Regions from separate parts of the Rattus norvegicus genome. Here region 2 is linked to region 1. A link is a contact called in public Hi-C data. All regions are on one chromosome and are shown on one strand. The core of a region is the stretch at or near the end of the contact, and the rest is flanking DNA. Distances in the headings are between cores, read along the strand shown. Region 1 holds the start of Ywhah (tyrosine 3-monooxygenase/tryptophan 5-monooxygenase activation protein, eta). Region 2 overlaps Depdc5 (DEP domain containing 5, GATOR1 subcomplex subunit).

What was found. Hi-C and Micro-C count contacts between places; a contact is called where the count stands out from the background.
Region 2: a Hi-C map of the A7r5 cell line shows a contact between it and region 1, with 2.5 times the contacts expected there. The contact joins the enhancer-like site here to the promoter of Ywhah in region 1. A contact is called at or near these places in 8 of 12 Hi-C or Micro-C datasets (the A7r5 cell line, the Rat2 cell line, Schwann cells and 5 more).

What each region holds. Positions count from the first base shown.
Region 1 is chr14:81,928,864-81,931,801 of GRCr8, forward strand. It overlaps Ywhah (tyrosine 3-monooxygenase/tryptophan 5-monooxygenase activation protein, eta), which reads right to left and starts at 1,339. Exons shown (of 2, transcript NM_013052.2): 1 at 1,079-1,339. The coding sequence starts at 1,165.
Region 2 is chr14:82,019,459-82,022,158 of GRCr8, forward strand. All of the region lies in intron 24 of Depdc5 (DEP domain containing 5, GATOR1 subcomplex subunit), which reads right to left. Among named protein-coding and RNA genes, the nearest start is that of Depdc5, 66 kb to the right of the region's middle. Within about 2 kb of position 1,288, at least 24 of the 93 cell types and tissues checked have an H3K27ac peak or open chromatin away from gene starts, as enhancers often do. A contact at or near this core is called in the A7r5 cell line and Schwann cells, where this site is marked.

The DNA of each region.
Region 1 (2,938 bases), core at 89-2,588:
TCTAAATGGTGGCCTCGATTTTCTATTCCATGTAGTATCAAAATAAATTTTCCAAATTGAATTTGTATGGAGTATCTGGGTTTAAAAAAAATCCTTTCAAAGACCAGCCCATAGGACATATGAGCTACAATCCAGGACAGTTAATACTTAAGTCAGCTAAAAACTGCCCAAGGACTGCTAAAATGCAGATTTTCTGAGTCTCAACCTCAAAAATAAATGTTCATGTATTTAGAAATCTAAGGTGGACGGACTCCCAAGGAAATTTTCTCCTTAGTCTTAGGAGCTTGTGGCCACAGTTGGAATTCTGCCACTGTGTGACCTTGACAAGAAATATTCTTTTAGAAAAAGTCCAGGAGGATGTGAAGAGTCCTCTATAGTGATGTGGTAACAGAACTGAAAAGTCTCAGATAGGCAGGTAGGTTCTAATCTAAAATATTCTCTAGGGTGTGGCTGGGCATGTCTCCTTTACCGGAAATCAAGCTGCAGAATCCATCTAAGAGGGTCTCAGGAATGCAAAAGCACCCAGGTTCGCTTCATTTCCATTTCATCTCCAGGAAGGCACGCGGCACTGACCGTTGGGATGTATGTAAGGACCCACACCCTCCTTCACGCCCATGACTGCTGGAAAGGGGTCTTCCCACACAAAGCCAGCCCCCGAGGTGTGGGAAATGGGAAAAAACCAACTTCAGACAAGCAAAGCAAACAGGTCGTAGCAGAGAAAACCAGGAGACCGGTCTCCACTCGCGGATGAGCCTTTATTACAAGTAGGTGAATGGTGGAAGGAAAGCGTGTTTCTCCCCAGGTCCGGCAGAAGGGTCTAGAAGCAGGAACGCTGACTTCCTCCTTTCCTCGGGTACCCCCTCCCCCACCGGGTCTCTGAGCTAGGACACGGCGACCCCGGCCCGCCAGCCTCCGAGAGGCCGCCCGGGGAGACCCCGCCCCGGCCAGGCCTCAGGAAATGGAGAGTGCGGCAGCCGCCGCGCCCAAAAGGTGGCGGTGCGTAGGGAGAGAGCCGCCGCCCAGGCCCGGGCCCGCCCCGCCCCGCAGCCCCCGGCCACCCGGTTCCCCGCACGCTCACCGCCTTCATGGCGGAGGCCATGTCGTCGTAGCGCTCCGCCTGCTCCGCCAGTCGCGCCCGCTGCAGCAGCTGCTCTCGGTCCCCCATGTCGCTCGCGACTCGGCCTCGCCTCGCACGCCCGCACCGCCTGCTCGCTCGCTCGCCCGCCCGTCCGCTTCCCGGTCGCCGCCGAGGCCGCCGCCGCGCACGCGCACTGGCTCGCCGGCTGGCGGGAGGCTGCTGGCTGCGCCGCCGCTCGCGCCTTCTCGCTAGCTGGCTGCACGCGCTGTGGCGAGCGCCGCGGAGCCGCGGAGAGAGGATAGGGGGCGCCGCGGGCGGGCGGGGAGGACACGACCACGCCTGCGCACTCGGAGCGGCCCGCGGAGAGCCTCCGGAGGGGGGGCGGGGCGGCCCAGCCCTAACGGTCTTTTTTAAGGTGACGTCATCTACTATAAATAGCAGCGACTAGGGCCGCGCTGGAGAGCTGCGCAGGCGCCTTAAGAGTGCTGCATTTTACCGCCGCAGCGTTGAAGGGTGGGGAGCGGCTGGGGCGCGGCGATGGTGGTTCCACTGGCAGGCGTTGTCGCAGCCCAGGCCAGGAAAGCGCCACAGAACCCATGTTAGAGCTTGAGAAGCAGATACCCGCACATAACCCTGTATGGAGAAGCAGAGGCGCCGGGGCTCGGGACTGAGGGGCCGCCTTGCTCTGGGTGGCCACACCCAGCGCTTCGGTCATCTCTGGCAGTGGCGTGGGGTGGATCCTGCCCTTTGGGACAGCCCCTCACAGACACACTAGAATCCACCATACTACAGAGTGGCGCTGCCATCCTTATAAGTGACCTTGGACCAGCTCTAGCTTGCACAGGAAGGGATAGGTAGCTTGACAGAGTCAGTAGCGTTCACGACATTGCTATGGGGAGCTGGCCCACTGTTGGGCATTGACCAGCACTAACCTATTTCATACAACCCACTCCAGAAGGGGCACAGCAGGCCCCCCATTCTTCAGAAGTGCAATCTATGACCCTGGGAAACCTTGGGAAACCAAAAGTTGCCAGCCAGTCGGGTCAACTTAGCCTGATTCAAATCTTTTTAGGGAATTAATGATTATAGGTCAGAGGCACAGTGCTGGCCTGGAATGACTGAGGGCCTGAGGCGGATCCTCATGGGAGAAGGAGCAAAACGTCCTAAGTGACAGGGCAAGGTCACATATCCTGTATGTGGAGGGACCAAAATCTGATTTCAATATCTTCTTGGACTTCTGTGGGATGGACTGGTCAAGCTGAGCCTCTACCGCTCCTATCATTCCATGCTAAGGGTCCCTGGGCTGGGCCTCAAACTAGAAAAACATCCTGGCATGGTGGAGCAGGCCTTTAATCCCAGTAGCCAAGAAACAAAGATACAGGCAGGCAGATCTCTGAGTTCTAGGCCAGTAGGGATACACAGAGAAATCCAGTCTGGAAATACCACACGCACATGCACGTGCACACACATACACACACAGCTGTTAGCCTGTCTGGAAACACACACACACACACACACACACACACGCATATACAGGGCTGTTACAAAGAAATCCTGTCTGGAAAAAAACAACACACACATACACATACACACACACACACACACACACACACACACACACACACACACACACACACGGCTGTTACACAAAGAAAGAGAAACCCTGTCTGGAAAAACCATGCACACACATAAGAAAAACCACGTCCACTGAAGCACAGAAGGGGCCTGAAGGTCACTGAGTGTGCACACTCATGTTGAAGACTCCTCAGGAGCCACATTTTTTTTTAAATATATACATAGAAAGTTTAAAACTTTTTTTTAAAAAATTACATACACTTGGGTGGGAGGCAGGGATAAGGG
Region 2 (2,700 bases), core at 38-2,537, 91 kb after region 1:
TGTCTCTCTCCCTCCCTTTCTTTGTTCCTTTTCCTCCTGCTTGCATTTTTTCCCCCCTTACTGAAAATAAAAGCCAGGGAGCTGGAGAGATGGCTCAGAGGCTTACAACACTGACTGCTCTTCCAGAGATCCTGAGTTCATTTCCCAGCAACCACTTGGTGGCTCACAACCATCTGCAATGGGATCTGATGCCCTCTTCTGAAGACAGCTACAGTAAATTCATAGATATATATTAAACACACACACACACACACACACACACACACACACACACACACACACACAGGAGGAAAGAAAGAAGGGAAGAAAAGAAAAGGCCAGGTATGGTGGCACATGCCTTTAATCCTAGCACTCAGCAGACAGAGGCAGGTGGATTTCTGAGTTCAAGGCCAGCCTGGTCCACAGAGTGAGTTCTGGGTCAACCAGGGCTACAGAGAAACCCTGCCTCAAAACAAAGAAAACACTTTTCTCACATAATATATCTTCATTGTCTTCCCTTCCTCTACTTCCTTCTGGTTCCTTCCCTCCTCCCCTCCCGTCCAGATCCATATCCTTTTGGTGTCTCATTAGAAAGCAAACATGCTTCTAAGGAATAAGATATAATATAAACAAAGATAAAGATAAAACAAAAACTAATATGTAAGAATAGAATGAAACAGAGGAAAGGAGCCTAAGAAGAGGCACAAGAGGCAGCTGGAGATCCTGAGAGCCCTCACTCACACCCTCAGGTATCCCATGAAAATGCTAACCTGGAAGTAATAATACATGCACAAAGGACCCATAGGGTAAAAGAGACACACATGTATAAAATAAGGAAAAATGTAAAAAGCCCTGACATGACATTTGTGACATTGTAAGATACGGTGCCTCCAAAGATGCCATTGAGTTCATTTTCTGTTGGCATCTGCTGCTACTTGGGACCCAGGACGTGGCACTAACCCACTGAGCCATATTTCATTCATTGTTTAACTAGGTTCCTGATACGTAACTAGGTACATAACTAGGTTCCTGATACGTAACTAGGTACATAACTAGGTTCCTGACACATAACTAGGTAGCTATGTGCTCAGTACACACAAGGTCCTCACTTCAGTCTCCAAGACCATAAAGTAAAAAGGACAGAAAAGGGGTCTGACAAGACCCACCAACTGCCTTGACGATGCTAGACAGCACAGAAGTGAACAATGCAGCTACAAGGGCTCACAACCCCGCTCAAAACAAAATCCTACAGAGCCAAAAGGGAAACCCACAGAGACACTGTTCCTGAGAAGCATGACTCATGTGTGAGTCAGGGCCAAATGCAGGAAGTCTGAGTCACACTTGGGTACCTGCAGATGGCAGAAGCTTCAAGCCAAGGGAGGCAGAGGTAGGGTCAGAACTGGTTTTCTTGATTTTTCTCGTTTTTAATAAGTAAAATGTTTATTAGTTATGTATTTCAAAGTATCCTGTAACAAACGAAGACTGTTTTGTTTTGTTTTTCAAGACAGGGTTTCTCTTGTGGGCCTGGCAGTCCTGGAACTCAGTCTATAGACCAGGTTGGTCTTGAACTCAGAGATCTGCCTGCCTCTTCCTCATGAGTGATAGAATTAGAGGCAATGTGGTATGAAGCTCAGCCCTAAAACAAAAATTCTAGGTTCTGTGCTTTACCAAGCCCAGCCTACTTTTGACCCTCATAATGCTGTGGGGACACCGATCTAGATGCATGGGTTTTGTTTGCTTTGTTCCAGAAGTTGATCTTAACAGCCTCTAGTAGAGCCTGAGACAGAAGCTCTGTGACACTCAGACACCACTCTGGGCAGCTTCCTCTGCCACTCCTGAGCCCCCCACCCCCACCCTGGGAATCCAAGGCAGGGTTGTGAGCCATGCTGTCCAAGTGGTCTAGTACTGAACTGCACCCGTCCCTGGTGCAGGCTGGTAATCACAACACATTCGATCTGCATATTCTAATTTAGTAGTGAAGTGGAAACCACACTATGTCTGAATGATTTGCAGTCAGACTCCTGGTGAGAGGGCTTTCTCTCATCCTTGTTAGCGCACGTAGAAACTACCTTAAAGAGAACCCAAAGGAGATACAAGTCAAAGGCCACTGAGGTTATGAGAATGGGTGTCTTTATAATCTCTGTTTCTTATACACAGAAGCTTAAACACATGGGCTGGAGAGATGGCTCTGTGGTTAAGAGCGCTGACTGCTCTTCCAGAGGTCCTGAGTTCAAATCCCAGCAACCACATGGTGGCTCACAACCATCTGTGATGGGATCTGATGCCCTCGTCTGGTGTGTTTGAGGACAGCTACTTATACTTGTACTCATATACATAAAAAAAGTAAATCTTTTTAAAAAAAAGTTTAAACACTTCTGAAAGAGGTACAGTTTTGTGAGTTAAGGAAGCAAACCTGGCCTGAGGAGACAGCACAACAGGTAAGAGCTTGTGGTGTCCAAGCATGAGGACTGAGTTCAAATTCCTGGAACCCACACGCGTGGAGCATGACGACGAGGGATACCTGAGACCCTTGCCTGGCTTCACACACACCTGTGCACACACAGACTCAGAAGAATTTTTTTTTTAATTTTAAAGAAAAACATATGAGCTGCGTGAAGCCACATGCCTCTAATTCTAGCACCCAGGAGGCAGAACATCAGATCCTAGCACCCACATCAAGCCAGGCATCCCTCCCTGCAAATGCCTATGATCCCAGCTCCT